2 separate regions of the Rattus norvegicus genome follow, and region 1 is linked to region 2. A link is a contact called in public Hi-C data. All regions are on one chromosome and are shown on one strand. The core of a region is the stretch at or near the end of the contact, and the rest is flanking DNA. Distances in the headings are between cores, read along the strand shown. Region 1 has its middle 82 kb from the start of Smim20. Region 2 holds the start of Rbpj (recombination signal binding protein for immunoglobulin kappa J region).

Region 1 (7,556 bases), core at 4,642-7,141, 240 kb before region 2:
AATAACCCACCGAATCCATTCACTGGACCCTGGGCAACCTACCAGTGACTACACCTCCAAGGAAAAATGTCCCTAGTTGCTTTCAATTGCCATCAGTTCCTTGGTTAACCACTTCCTGATGAGAGATTCCTGAGGGGTGAGAGAACAGAACTTGCTGTGGTGGAAGAGTGAGAGGGACAGTTCTAAGGGGGGGCGGGGAGGAGCCAGGGTGGGCAATCCTGCCATTTCCTGAGGTAGAAGAGAGAGGTGGTAGAAAAGGTGTAGGAGAAGGAGGGGGGGGAGAAGAAGGGGTGGGGGAGGAGGAGGAGGAAGGGGAGGGGAGGGAGAGAAGGGGGAGGGGAGGGGGAGAAGGAGAGGAAGGGGAGGGGGAAGGGAAGGGGGAGGGAAGGAGAGAGAAAGGGAGAGGGGAGGGAGGAGGAGGAGGGGAAGAGGAGGAGAAGGGGGAGGGAAGGGGGAGGAGAAGGAGGAGGGGAGGGGGAGAAGAAGGGAAGGGGAGAAGGGGGAGGGGGAGGGAGGTGGGAGGGGAAGGAGAAGGGGGAGGGGAGGAGGAGGGGAAGGGAGAGGGAGGGAGGAGGAAAGATCCCTTAGGGAAGCTGGAGAGCTAGTGTTAGCCTTGCTGACGTTTAGATGCCCAAGCAGTTTCATTCAATGTACGTATTATGCTGTAGGTCAGACATGGGGCAGTGGGCCTCCCGTGGATTTGGGACTTCAGTGGTTGTTAACTCTGTGGAATGTTTAAAGTGAACTCCGGGGAAGGTCATAGCAGGATAGACCAGGGTCACAAAGACAAGTGTGCAGGCTCTTCCCAGTCTCCTGCAGAGACCTAGTGGATCGATGGGCTGCACTGAGGAAGAGAGGAGGCCAAGGCTGTTAGCCTGCTGCAGGAGTGGACATAGGAGAGTGGGGTGGGGGTGGGGGGCGGCTACCAGAGGACTGACACTGGAACAGAGATCCAAATAATAATTAGAAGGAGCTGGGCAGTGAGGAGAAGAACATTGCAGCCGGAGGGAAGAATGTGCACGCAGGCCTGCAGAGAAAGGTTCACATTAGTTAGAGGAGAAGCCCAGGGCAGCTGCCTTGAGAAAGAACACTTTCCTCTCAGAGAACAAATGAACAGCTTCCAAGCTCTCAGGTCTTTTGAGCTCTAAATACCACAGTTTTCTTATCCTTTTGATTTCTTGCCTTTTGGGAAAGGGGAAGAACCATCCAGTTAATTATAAGAAGAGAATAAACCTTTCTTAGGGGCTACTCTACTGACAAAAAATGTCATTTGTTTTTTTTCTATCATCCCTTTTTCTACCTACCTGTCAATCAACACATCATATACGAATGTTTAACATCTGCATCCAAATTTGGTATAACTTTATTTCTATTAATGGACCACGTTAGAGCTGTTAGAGTTACCACAACCTTCACCTTTAACTACTTCATTACATGTCTCATTTGATCACAGAGAAAGATCAAATACATGACTGGGTCTGGAATCCAGAGTTCTGGAACCTCTGGAGATGCATTTGATAGCAAACCCATGCCAAGCATCCTTGAAAGCCAGGTCCAGTCTCCTGCACTGTGGACTCTGGCTGACAGGGAAGGCAAATCAGTGAGTAAATTCTAACCCCAAGGAGGTCAGAGCAGTGACTGCAGCAAAGGATGCTGGGAAAGGCAACGTGGGCAGAGTCGTCTCACGTTGACGCTCATCTGTTCTCTTCATTCACACTAACTGTATCTCTCTATCACTCAAGATTTCAATGCACATAACCGAAAACCCTCTTGAGACAACAGAGAGATACAGGAAAGAAGCCTTGGACTGGAAATTCTGGAGATGGTTAAGAAAGCAACCAAGCCCCAGACTATGAAGAAAAAGAAAAGCAACCAAGCACCACACGCCTTCGTTCTTGTCTTTCCTTTTTGCTGTCAGGAATGTCATTGTGGAATCCCCCTGCAGCAGCCAACTTGCAGCTGTGAGATGACCTTAAAGATAAGAGGCAAAGTTCAGGATGCTGAAAACAGTGTGACACTTTTCCTGGAGAGATGTGACTAAATGTCCTCTCATCCCGGATTCAGAAATGACAACAGACCAAGATAACAATTACAGCAAAGTCCAACTTTGTGAACCAACGACATTTTTGGGGCTGCTTACAGGGTGTGGGTGAGGGATACTTACAGGAACACGACCAACTCAGGTCACTGCTCCACCAAAGCCTCACTCTAACGTGGTGGTTGACAGTTGCCAAAGCTGGAACCCTGAAGCTCTCTGCCTGGCTGGCTGGCAGATGAGCAGGTGGGAGCGGCATCCTCCTCAGCCCTTAACACATCTATAACCATGGGGACTGGTGGGGGGGGGGGGTCTTATGAATCTGCTAAGTTTCAGAGATTTCCAGAGACTTCTAAGTCACTGAACTCGTGAATCTTAATGAGCCTCCCTTTAGAACTTTGGAAGTCCTAATAACACCCACCCCACACACCTCAAGAAGGAAAGTTTCCATTCAAAAGAAAATGCCACACAACAGACAGAAAGACCCAAGCCCTAACTCTAAACTCTGTGAGAAGAGGAATTAGCTGTTTCACTTTAAGCCACCATTCATTAGGGTTTGTCATGATGCTGCCTCTGGTCCTGCCTGAGAGATTACCTGGCCAGAATGTGAACTAAAGGCTCCATTGGTTTTTATCTTCAGAACATCAGAGCTGATCCTCCAGTCGAATTTTAAGAAGCCTAAGTAGGGGCTGGGGATGTAGTTAAGCGGGTAGAGTACTTGCAGACAGGGGGAGTAAGGAGGGGGGGGGGAGGGTGTGGTGACCTGCAGCTGTAATCCTACACAGTAGGAGGTGGAGACAGGATAATCAGACAGCAAGGTCACTCAGCCTCTTAGCCAGTTTGAGACCAGCCCAGAATACCCGAGATCCGACTCCAAAAAACAAAGCATCCCCACAAAGCCAAAACAAACCCCTCCCATACAAATCCCACAAACAGATACCCCAAATGATCCAACAAGAAGATCTTAAAAAGAAGCACTAGTGGGGGTCACTCTTCTGACAACTGAAGGAGTAATCTGTAGGCAGGAAATCTAGTTAAAGAGCAAGCGAGAAGCTTAGTTAGGAGAGGCGAGAAGCTTAGTTAGGAGAGGCGAGATCCTGACAGGCAGCAGTGGAGCAGTGGAGCTGCCCGCAGGACCTGGGCCCCACTGGGCTTTGGTGTCTACACAGGTCGAGCAAACTCTGCCTCTCTTTTATTTTTCTGTTTCAATTGGATTGATTTGTTAATTTGTTCTCTGTCTCTTTTTGTTTCTGTTTGTCTCTCTGTGTCTATGTCTGTGCTTCCCCCCGCCCCGTGTGTGTGTGTGTGTGTGTGTGTGTGTGTGTGTGTGTGTGTGTGAGCATGCATGTGTAAAGTATTTTAAGTACCACTTTCCTTCCACGATGTGGATTCAAGGGACCAGAGTCTGAGCAAGAGACTGACATCTGCTAGAGAAGTGGGGTGAGCACAGGAAATGGCTCACAACAGTGTGGCAAACCCTGATATCCAGCAGGGACAAGCTACACACAGCTAATAGTGGTCCAAAACCATGAAGAAATAAACCATGGTTGGTTTTATATCCATGTCTCCTAGAGCATGAATTGCCCTTGAGGCAGCGTTTACCCTTCCTGTTAGCTGCACCATTTTCAGATTGATAGGCACAGGGTCATAGTGCCAAGGTTCCAGCAACTGTCACTTTACTTGATCTCAGCCTCAGAGAACGAGAGCAGATTGTGGTGTGTTGGGCCGTGCCAAGGAGAAGCCACACAGGGTTTTCTCTAAGTAGAGAGACACTAGCCCATGCTCACAAAATGTTTATCAGAACATGCAACAATTGTCTTAGTTTGTTATGAGTTAACTTGTTAATTCTTTTTGGGAATAACTTAATAATAATAACTATTGTTATTATATTGATATATTATTATCATTATTATTTTGTTTCCAGTCAAGGTTTCAGGTACCTCAGGCTGGCCTCAAACTGTGCAGCAGGGGAAAATGACCTTGGGCTTCTGATCCTGCTGCCTCTGTCTCCTGAGTGGTTACAAGCATGTGTTGATACACTCGGTCTTATGCTAGGGATGAGCCCAGGGCTAGATGGAGTCTACCAACTGAGCTAGTCTCGGCTACCTCAGCCTTCTTTATAAGCCAAAGCTTATTCATACTAAGAAAGAGCACTGCCAGACCTTAGGGCCCAGCAGATCTGCAGGTGCTCTCAGGCAAAGGGCACCACGACACCAGCCGATAGTCCCTGCCTTCCGGAGCCCACAGAGACACCCCGTGTGCCAAACTCCACTCTTGGCAAGTGCAAGTTGGTGGCAAAAGACAGATTACATGAAGACACGAAGAATGTGAACTAAAAGAAAGGAGACACGTTTAATAGATTCCACTCCCCTCCTCACTGCCTCCCAACTCCCCCTCCCCAAATACTGGGGATTGCCTTGATCAAGTTTGCAAGGGCAATATCCTTTTTCTGATTTTTATTTTTACTCTCAGGAGATAGAGTCTCACTAAATTGTTAAGACTGTTCTCGACTTCCAAATCCTCCTGCCTAGGCTGGGCTTACAGGCCTGCTCCACGGCCACCAGCCTGCGCTGACCCGGGTAATTTTAATGGGAATGTTCACAGTGGGAGAGTTCACCCCATTGTGAGTGCAGACAGCTGGTTTGGAACCGGCTGAGCGTCTCAGGAGTGAGGAGCAGCTGCCGGCATCTCCCAGGAGGGGGCAGCAACGCCACGTGCAAACAGGACCACTACTTCTCTAGGCAGGAGGGTCCCAGAAGAGGATGGGGTTGGGGAAGTCCTGTCTGTGGCCTCAGCACCTCTCACTCGATCTGCTAGCACCCTTCTTCCTGAAACTGCTATCTTCCATGAAGGCCTCCCGGCCTGGGCATCACCTCAGCAGTCTTCTTTCTGCATCTCTCCTATCCCCACTCCTGCTCAGAACTAGCCTCTGTGGCCCACCCACCCCTGCTCCACCTCTTCTCCACGTGGCTCCTCGTTCTGTCTGGTCTGCGTCGTTGCCAGGAAGCCCAGCTGCACGTAAATCTGATCCTTTCTCACAGGCGGGAGTGTATCCCCCTGGACTACAGGAATCCAGCTTATCTCTGTCCGGGCGGTCCCCAGAGCTCCAGGGAAGCTAGGCTGGGCAGATAGAGACACAAAGGATCCATGGGAGTCTTTTGCTTAGTTAACCTGGCCTCTTCAGAGCAGTTAAATGCTGAGGTGGTGTTTGGTTAAACCTTGGTTGTTTGGGAAACTCTCCCAACAAAGGGACCTTCCACCCTTGTAGCACCCCCCCGCCCCCCGCAGTGCGTTATTTGATTCCAGGATAGGTGTTAACTGAGTTGGGCGGGGGAGGGGGGCACAGGACACCTATGTTAAAGAGTTAAAGGTTAGGATTTAATGATTATGGAGAGTTGGAATGATGTAGTTCCGGGCTCCTCTTGGTTATCTTTAGTGCCATTAGCAGTCACTTATCTCATCTATCTCCCCTAACATCCTTCCTCCTATCTGGTGAATCCTCCTGGAATGCAGGAACCAGAGCTTAACCTTCACCAACCCTCAAACTAAGAATGCTATCTCATAGTACCTGAGAGTCTAATCCTGTCCCTTGCTTTGTAACTATAAAGTTCTCAAAACTGTTTCCACATCGGAACATGATATTTCAGGACAAGGGGAACCTGTGTTCCCGGTCTATAGTCACTCATATCATGTAAGAATCAATTATCTTATTTCCTTTGAAGTGGGAGGGACACTTTGTATAGACAGGAAGATGTCTGCGTTTTGCTCAGGTTACAAATCTCCTCTTGGCATCGAAGTCTTCAAGTCAGGGAGATGTTTTGTGAGCCAGCTATCCTCTCTTGGTGACTCAGCTTTCACTGGGCCGTAGCTCTAAAAACTCTTCTATGTATGTGCACTGGCTATGCTGGCTGAGAAGTTCACCTTTTAAGTCAGTCCAGAGATTGCCTGGCCTCACAATAGCAAGCCTGCGGTGGGCCTAGGGTCTCAGTTACCTGGGGAAGCTACCCTCCAGCGGCTCACTTCCAGGCTGACCCCTGGCTCCTGGTCTGTGGGTTACAGCTTCCTGCATTCTCCTGGAGCAATTTGTGAAAGACTTTTGCTCAGTTTCCAGAAGTCAGAAAAATACAGATTCCTAAGCCAGCAGCGATCAGGCTATACACTTCTCTTTTTTTCTTTGAGATTTCCAGACACGCAGGCAGGACAGACTTCTTGACTTCCTTTGTGACTGCCCATTACTGCCCCTGGCCTCTGGCATCCTCTTGGATGGCTTTGCCTGCCTGCCGTATGTAAGGAACACAGGTGAAAAGAGGAGGAAGAATTCGGAAAAATCCCGTCTCAAGTTCCCCTGAGGTTGGGGGGGGGTGTGGTTTCTGAATAACCCTATTTCAGATTTATTATTGCATGTGTGTGTGATTGGGTGGGTAAGTGCCGTGGTGTGGGTGTGGAGGTCAGAGGGCAGTTTGCAGGAGTCGGTTTTCTCCCTCCTCCATTCCTGTGGATCCTGAGACTAGAACTCAGCTATCAGGGTTGAGCCAACTTGTCAGCCCCACATAATCCCACTTAGAAACACAGGGGTGAGCATTATCCAGGACTCTCCCTTGAAATTCTCCCTGCAACCAATCAGAGAGCATGCGCACACGGATGGGATGCCCTCATCCCCCCCGCCCCCCAATCATTCTTCCCTACAGGCAGACAAGTATCTAGAAGTCCTGGGTTTGGGGTCTGGAAGAGAAAAACCCATCCTGCTTTCAAAGCCGGATTCCCCTTCCTTCACTTGCAGCTAAGAGCTCACTTCAGCTTTTGTCTCTTACTGCTCCGGTGGGCACCAGCTCTTAGTCCCATTCGCTCGTTTCCCAAAAGGGATATATCAACAGCTTTGTTCCTTAAAAATGCCAGCTGATGACTTGGGCGTCAGCCGCACAACACATGCAGGTCTATCCTACAGTCTCACATCCTTTTCCCAACCTTCAGGCAAACCCCCGCCACCAGCCCTGGCTCATGTGTACCACACCACCCCATGCTCTGTCACCTGCCCTTGCCCAGGCTCACAGCAGCCTCTTCTGAAGCCTTTCCAAAATCTACCAAGTTGTATGGGGACATCTCCCTGACTTGTCCCATTTTGGGTCCCTCAAGCCCTGCCTTGTATTTAGAGATAGATAAATACAATCTTCTCCCTCAACTGGGAACACTCACTCAGCTGTGTGTATGTAAAGGCTCCGTGGGGCCCTGGGCTAAGTTAAACGAATGTGATTATTGATGGGGAGAGATACAGTTAGAATTTAAAGGAAGCCTGAAGCATTGTCAGTTCCCACAAATGATTAGATTGCTTTGGCTTGAGTGCTCTCCTCTGTTAAACAATGAACCATGATATCTGTAGGGGATTTGCATCCATGGTATTCAGAGAATAACGAGGTTCTTACTGTGGAGTGAGTGAGTGTGTGTGTGTGTGTGTGTGTGTGTGTGTGTGTGTGTGGTGTTTGTGTGTGGTTATGTGTTTTGGTATGGAGTGTGTGGTATGTGT
Region 2 (7,544 bases), core at 4,463-6,962:
CCACTTGCCTACGAATTTCATAAAGTCATTGTTTTTGAGAGCTGAGTAAAATTCCATTGTGTAGATGTACCACATTTTCTGTATCCATTCCTCTGTTGAGGGACATCTGGGTTATTTCCAGCTTCTGGCTATTATTAATAAGGCTGCTATGAACATAGTGGAGCACATGTCTTTGTTATATGTTGGGGCATCTTTTGGGTATATGCCCAGGAGAGGCATAGCTGGGTCCTCAGAAGTTTTTCCATTTTAATTCCACTGAGATGGCATACCACATGTATGTATAATGTCTATTGGAAAAGGAGTGCAGTGAAGGGAACAGAAAAGCAAGTGTGCTCTCCCTCTCTCCCTCTCCTTATTGAACATTTATTACATTTTCTTTTATTTTCCTCTGTTCTATATTTTGAGTAGGCAATACATGCACTTGGCACAAATTCAAAGGTTCCGGAGAGGCTGCTCTGAGGGAAGCTAGCTCCACTAGAAACAAATAGGCCACTGCGTGTACATTTATGTATTCTATGTGCTTATTGTTGAAACTATGAGATTCTATCTATCACATAAGTATATAAAAAGTAGTTCTGACTTCGCAGATGCATACTATTACACTGTTCCTACAACCGTTTTCTATAGTATCTGCAAATGTATACATAGTATCTACCACTGTTTGCTTGTTATTGAAACATACACCTAAGTACCTGAAGAGTAGGTTTTACTAAAAACAGGTACATACTATTACATTCCTCAATTTTTCTTGGTTTACAACAAAGCAAAGCAAAACAAACCCTGGGCTGAGAAGAGAAGACCCAGTGAATAAAAATGCTAAGTCCAATGTCCCCAAATCCATGTTAAAGTCTAGCAACTGTAATCCCATCACTCTTATGGGAAAATGGGAGGCAGAGACAAGACAATCCTGAATGCTCACTGGTCCGCTTGCTTGGATTATGCAAGAAAAACAACAGACCCTGTCTCAAACTAAGTGACAGGTGAGTATGGCCAGTCTTTATGTCTCTACGTACATGCATTCAGTCATACAAATACAGGAAAAACAGTAAGAAAAAGACATTTCTTAATGATAGACAGGAGGCTCCCAGTATTTTCTTTGACCATCAGAAGTGCAGAAACATACAGGCAACTTAACAAATAAGTTAGTATATTTGTAGCATAAACCACACCTAGTTGTATGACTAACACCCAGTGACAAATAACACACAAGCAATTTCCACAGAGACCATTTTTTTATGTTATAGGTTTTATTGTAGTTTGAATAGAGAAAAATGATACAAGTCATAACTTATTTTGAACATGTATTAGAAAATGTGAATGAAAACATTGAAAGCATCATTATTCACTACATCAACACCATGGAAAAAGAAACAATACTTTTCAATAGGAAAACAAATGAATAGAGAGATGCATGTTCGCGGTGAAATACTGTGATCCAAATGAATAATATAGAGCAATATAATGTGGACATATCAATATAATATGGGCATATCAATATAATATGGACATATCAATATAACATGGACATATCATAGCAATATGATATTAACTGCAAACTGTCTCCAGCTTTGCACCATATAGCTCTTTCTCTGCACATAAAACAATAAAATACTTATGTACCTTTTGAGAATATACGAACTTTTAAAAAAAGAATATACAAAATTGCACATATAATAAGCTACATTTTAGAACAATAATGAGCACAGGATTTAGGATAATATTTGCCTTAAGTAGGAAATGCTTGGGAACAGATTGGGAGAGACATGTTTTCTATTGTAAATTATTGTCAATTCTTTAAGTTTTATTTTGAGTGACGCGTTTGGAAGAGTTAGAGCCAACCTCGGGCCAGTGGGAAAATTCCCACCACAAACCTCCAAGCACAAGGATCCCTCCCTCCCATGAAGAAAAAGGCTGGTTTAGTTCCTGGAGCAGCTACGAGCCAAACTGTCACACAAAGCTACCTATGGCTTCCAACTGATTCCCCCTCCCCCAACTTGGGAAAGTCTTGAATGGGACACTGGGTCCAATCTGAAAGTTGTTTCGCTCCACCAAGTGATAATAGTACCCTGCATAGTTACCATTGTGCAAATTCTGCCCCAATTGTTTGAATTTTGCCCCAATTGTTTGCAAGGTATATAACTCTGTTAGAAACTGTTCAGGGTTGTCTCCCCTTGAAGTGAGAGGACCCCAACATGAAACCATAATTTTAATCCCACGAGCCACTAATGGAAGTGTCTTTTTCTTTATTGTCCATTAAAAGAATTTTTTCTCTCCTGAGGGACTCACATGAAGAGCAGAAAAACTCTTAAAAGTAGAGCCCCATTTACTGGTCTAATTCTAAATGGGCTCCCCTTCCACCACCACCACCACCACTTTCAAATATTCTTCCTTTCATCCTTTAAAATCATCTCTACTCTGCCCTGAGAGATTACCTATCTCCCCTCCATTCTTCCTGCAAATGACTACCTACCTCACCTCAGATGATGTTCCAGGAGACTGAGGCTTGAAGACAGAGAAACAAAGCATGAAAGAAAGCATTCGAATCACTGTTAGGAAGGATGGCCAGAAATTGGCCAGGGTCTGACATTTCCCTAAAGACTTAAAGAGTCTTCCTTCCTCCTATATGTGTGAGGGGAGAGCACTGTTGTTCAAGGAAACAACACAGGCTTGGAGTTTCGAGTGCCTACTCTGCCCCCTGAGCTTCAAGAAGGGCAGCAGGCTAGAATTGCAAGTAAAGGAAGGGGAGGGACAGCGTGGGAATCAATCAGTCAGGAGAGTTAGGCAGCTAGCACAATCTTGGAGCTCAAAGTAGTAACGTGAGAAGTAGTTGAATTTTCAAGAACTTGGGCCCAGTGGCATATAATCAGGGCATCAAATCTGACAACCAAAGATTGATCCCTGGAACCCACATAGTAGGTGAGAATAAACTTAGCAAGTTGTTCTTTGACCTCCACGTGTGCTGTGGCCTGTGCATACCCACACATATAAAAAAAGACAAGGTAACTTGATCTTTTAAAAAGAATGAACCTGGCTCTCGTTCTGCCTCTGGTTTCCAATCTTCTAGTGTATGTGAACCTCTTCTGTTTGCACATACTTTTATTATTGTGACACCATCTGTTGAGGAGGACTTGCGGCAGTCAAACAGATGTTAGCATCATTTGCTCCTGCACCCTCCAAAGCTGGGAGCAATATTAGCTTCCTTTCTTTACATATTACTGATTAGAAAACAGACTAGTAGATCTGACTAGCATGATTTTCCTTGGTGGAATCCAGGATGTGCGATATAAAAAGGCAAAAGTAATTCCAAGGTCCCCTTCTGTGAGAGCAAAGGAATTGGCTTTATTGAGAAAACACTGTAGGTGGAGCTGATGAGTTGAGATTAGTTTTATGACTAACAAGGCTTTCCAAGGTCTCATGGCCGTCGGTCCAACATTAGTGTCACAGACCACACTAGGTTTTAAATTCATTGGGATGACCATGGCTCTGAGGAAATGTTTAAAGGCACTTTACTTCTGCAGCACTTTCTTGTTCTGGGTGAGACTTGTTTTGACATAGCATATTAAATGGCCATACGTCTTTTTTAAAACGTCAAGTAAATAATCAAAGTAACAGGCAAACGCATATTGCATACCCTTATAAACCTTTATAAAGCAAAGCTTGATTTCAACCAGGAGACATTAGCTACTAGAGGGTTCACTGTCCTTTAAATGTCAAAGTTCAATCTTTATTTGTGGGTGCATGATGACAGCAAGATACTAGTCCTGCACAGCACCACACCAGTCTGAAAAGTGGCGGACTGAAGAAAGTTCTGACACCTCTTGAGCAAGTAAATAATTCAAGAAGGGTGCGTGGAGAACAGCAGCCACTAACGTATCTGATGAAACAGTACCTAAAATGGGATGCTTACTACAAAAGTATAGAAAGAGGAAGGAAACAAAACTGGCACTTTAAGTCATATGGGGGAGAGAGGAGACAGAAACTGGTATCTATGTAGGACAGACTAAGGGGTAGATATTTAAATCGTGTCCTCGTACCACAATACAAACGTGTGAGATCGTCAAGCTCAGCTTTCCCGGAGCCTTGCCCGGCTCACAAAGCCATCGAAGACACTATAAAGAAAAAACCACCCATTGCTAGCACAGTTAAGGGAATCCAAACTTGTTGTAAAGCAAGTGAAGTGGAGGCCAGACTAGGTGACTCAGATGTATGACTCAAAGCCGACACGGGGCTGTCTGTCAGCTCCCGGAGGCGGGGGGCACCGCGTCTGTCACATTTCAGGAAAGTACCAGGCTCCGGAGGGCGACAGGAAGCTTCCCTGGCGCGTGCGTGAGTGTGCCAGGACGGCCTCCGCCAGCCGCTCCCCGCCACACGCCCACCGCCCCGCCTTGCGGGCCAGCCCGACCCTGCCTTTCGCGCCCCGGCACGCGCGCCGGGAGCCGCACGAGACGAACACCTGTCGGGGCCCCGCTCCGCGAGATTTAGGGCGCACGACCAGCCGCCCGCGGGTGGGTAGGAGAGCGCATTCTCGCGAGGTTTAGGAAATTTCCCACGGCCCGTGTTGTGTCTGAGCCGAGCGGTGGAAGGAGGTGTAGCGTGAGACTCGGCTGCCCGCATTGCGCACATGCGCAGTGGCGCGAGCGCGCCGCGCCAATCCTGCGGCGCTTCGGAGAGGGTTTCGGGCGGTCTAGTCCAGTTTTCCGGGTTTTGTGGCTCCCTGCGGGAGGCAGTACAAGAGCTGGGAATCTCTTGGAAAGCAAAGGGCCGGGAGGGGGAGCAGGGAGGATCGCAGGTAGGGGAGGGGAGGGGCTGGGCTCTCGGCCTCCACCTGCCTAGGAGGTGTTCCAGGCAAGCAGCGGGCGACAGGGTCAGACCACCTCCGGAGGAGCTGCTTCTAGGCGGTCACCTACACGCCTGCACCTACACCTCCATCCTGCAAGCTGGCTGTTGCCTTGAGTTCCTAGGCAGCCGGAGCTCGGCGGGTAGCTCGCTCCCAAGTGCCTAGGCTTGAAGTGTGGCTCGTAGTGGTGGCTCTGGGGAGAATCATTCGGGGCTCTGGCGTGTGGGTGCAAGGTGGACATCTGGGGGGCGCCTTTGTCAGAGGCTGACCTCGGGATGACCTCGTCTCCCATCGGGGAGAAGCGGCGACAGCCACAGAGCTTTTAGCTCCCAAAGCTTTTCGCCTGCAGAGCTCTGGAAAGGGTCAGGCCACGCGGCAGTCATGCCTATCTCACCACGTGTGCGGGTAGTGCAGGAGCAAATGAATGAAGACGGTCGCTGGCAGGTCACGGGGACCGGACAGAGATCCGGTCCTCACCGCTCCGGCACCTGATACGGAGATTAGAATAAGGGAGGTGTCCAGTGAGCGTCCGAATGAATGAAAAGGGCTGGGAACCCGCTGCGAGCGGGAAGCCACTTGGAATACACCCACTTGAGGAGGTGTCTCATCTAGGCCTGTGAAACGCTCACATTTTCCCAGGACCCCTCCTCCCGGCCCTTGGGCCCCGCCTCCTGACCCCTCTAGTCTTGGTCCCCGTAGTAATGCCCTCCGGTTTTCCTCAGTCTCCACGTACGTCCCCGAGGGCGCGTCCCAAAACCCGGATAACCGGAGCGCTCCCCATGGACTACACGAAGGGCTCGTCCGCGGAGGAGCGGCCTGCGCATGCTCCATCGTCGGGGTAGGTTTCCAGGGAAGGCAGTGAACAGGATCCCTTAGTCCGCGGGCGGCGCGAGGTGGCTGGCTCCTGGCGGCGGCGGAGCAGGGAAAGACGGCGCGGGGGCCGGGTGGCAGCGATCAGCGAGGCCGAGGGAAGGGGCGGGGGAGAGGAGCAGGGAAAGGCGGCGGGGGGAATCTCGCGAGGGTTGGAGTTTTGGCGAGAGTTTGTGGAAGATGGCGCCTGTTGTGACAGGGTAAGTCTGAGGGGGCAGCGAGTGCTGGGAACCGGGAAAGTTGCGGGCGTCTGACTGCCTGCGGTAGGCAGCGGGCCGAGGCTGCGCGGCGCGCCTGGGCTCGGGAGGCGGCGCGGGCGGCGACGCGGCCGCGCGGGGTGGTGCGGGACTCTTGGTGCGCCGCGGTGGAGCGGGCTCCGGCGCGTGAGGGCGGGCGGTGACGAGGCCGGCGGCTGCGGGCGGAGTGCGGCCGGCGCGCGGGGCCGTGGGCACCGTGCCCGCCGCGCGCCTCCTTGGCCGGCCTGGCCGGGATCCCAGCGCAGCTTTGTTCCCTGTGGCCCGCGTCGCCTGTCCGCCCAGCCGCTGCCCTGGGCGCCCGAGCGCTTTGTCTCTGCGCGCTGCCCCCCGCGACTCTGCCCCCGGCCCTTTGTTTCGCCGCCTTAGGCGATATGTGGGAGCTGCTGCGCGCCCCGCATCCCGTCTGCACCTCCACTCCACTGTCCTTCCTCCCGTGCCCCTTTGTTGTATCCCTCTCCTCAGTAGCCGGGTGACCTGCCACAGCCCTGGCACCAGGTTCCTGCCTTTCTTTCTTCCATTGTCTTTTCTCGTGTGTATCCCCTCTCACCTTTTTCTCTTTGGTCCTTAGTCACCCCCCAGAGGCTTTGTCTCCCCCATGTAGTGTCTCATTCTCTTAGCTCCCCTTCCCCTCGCGTCACTGCTTGCTTGATTTATCCACTGCCCACTGTGTCTGTCTGTTGAACTGTCTCAGCCCGGGGGACTCCATCTGGTGCTTCTAAGTGCACACAGACTCTACGGTTTGCTTTTGTTGTTTGAGTCTGGGAGATGCTTGGGGATACTTAAGTTTGCTCCTCCGCGTCCCTGCTCCCCCCCCCCCCCCCCGCACCTCTTTTTCTCGGGATCACACCCCTACCCACCCCCGTCCGCCTTTCTCTTGGGATTAAAACGATCCCACTTTTCTTTGCCATCTTTCTGGGCCCGTGATTGTTTTGCTTGGTAACAGTAGCGCTGGAAAAGGATCTAGATTTCTTGATGGCTATTGCTCTCCCATCACTGGCTTCTGACGGCCCAGGCCAAGAGCATCCGCTGTAGCGTTTCACCTGGGTTACCTGAGGGTTGATGGGAGGGTATATTTTAAAACTGTTATAAGTAGGCTCAAAGGTACTTTTTTTCTTGTTGGTGTTGGAGAATAGTTCCAGATATTCTCCAGTGGATATGCGTTTGATGTGAATAGGTGAGTGAATTTTGATGTTGAAAATTTGTGAATGTTGGGATGGAGAAGTTACCTTTTTCCTGGAATCTGTATCTACAGTTTTAATTGATTTTTCTACTCCTGCTTTTTGGGAGGAGACATCTGGTTTGGGAATTTGATCACTGGCTTGCTTCATCATAATTTAAATGAGTTTACCATTTATGATTGTTTGAATTTGCAGTTTGAGTATGTAGTTTGTGCTTTTTACATCTGTGGATGTGTGACAACTCCTAGTCCGACGTTGGGAATCAGGTGTCAAAGACCAGAACACAGTTTTGGTTTGAAGAATACTGCTCTGAGAATCTTTGTGGAATGCATTAATTACAGGAGGCCAAAGACTGGTAGCTTTTAGTTTGGTTATCTTAAAGGTACTTCCTTATGTTACAGG

What was found. Hi-C and Micro-C count contacts between places; a contact is called where the count stands out from the background.
Region 1: a contact with region 2 is called in a Hi-C map of the A7r5 cell line, with 7 times the contacts expected there. The contact joins the enhancer-like site here to the promoter of Rbpj in region 2. A contact is called at or near these places in 9 of 12 Hi-C or Micro-C datasets (the A7r5 cell line, the Rat2 cell line, Schwann cells and 6 more) and 1 of 1 datasets of contacts at active chromatin or transcription factors (oligodendrocytes).

Annotation. Positions count from the first base shown.
Region 1 is chr14:61,849,901-61,857,456 of GRCr8, reverse strand. No RefSeq gene overlaps it. Among named protein-coding and RNA genes, the nearest start is that of Smim20, 82 kb to the left of the region's middle. Within about 2 kb of position 5,891, at least 11 of the 93 cell types and tissues checked have an H3K27ac peak or open chromatin away from gene starts, as enhancers often do. A contact at or near this core is called in the A7r5 cell line, where this site is marked.
Region 2 is chr14:61,613,428-61,620,971 of GRCr8, reverse strand. Rbpj (recombination signal binding protein for immunoglobulin kappa J region) reads left to right here and starts at 5,712. Exons shown (of 11, transcript NM_001414973.1): 1 at 5,712-5,907. The coding sequence starts at 5,888.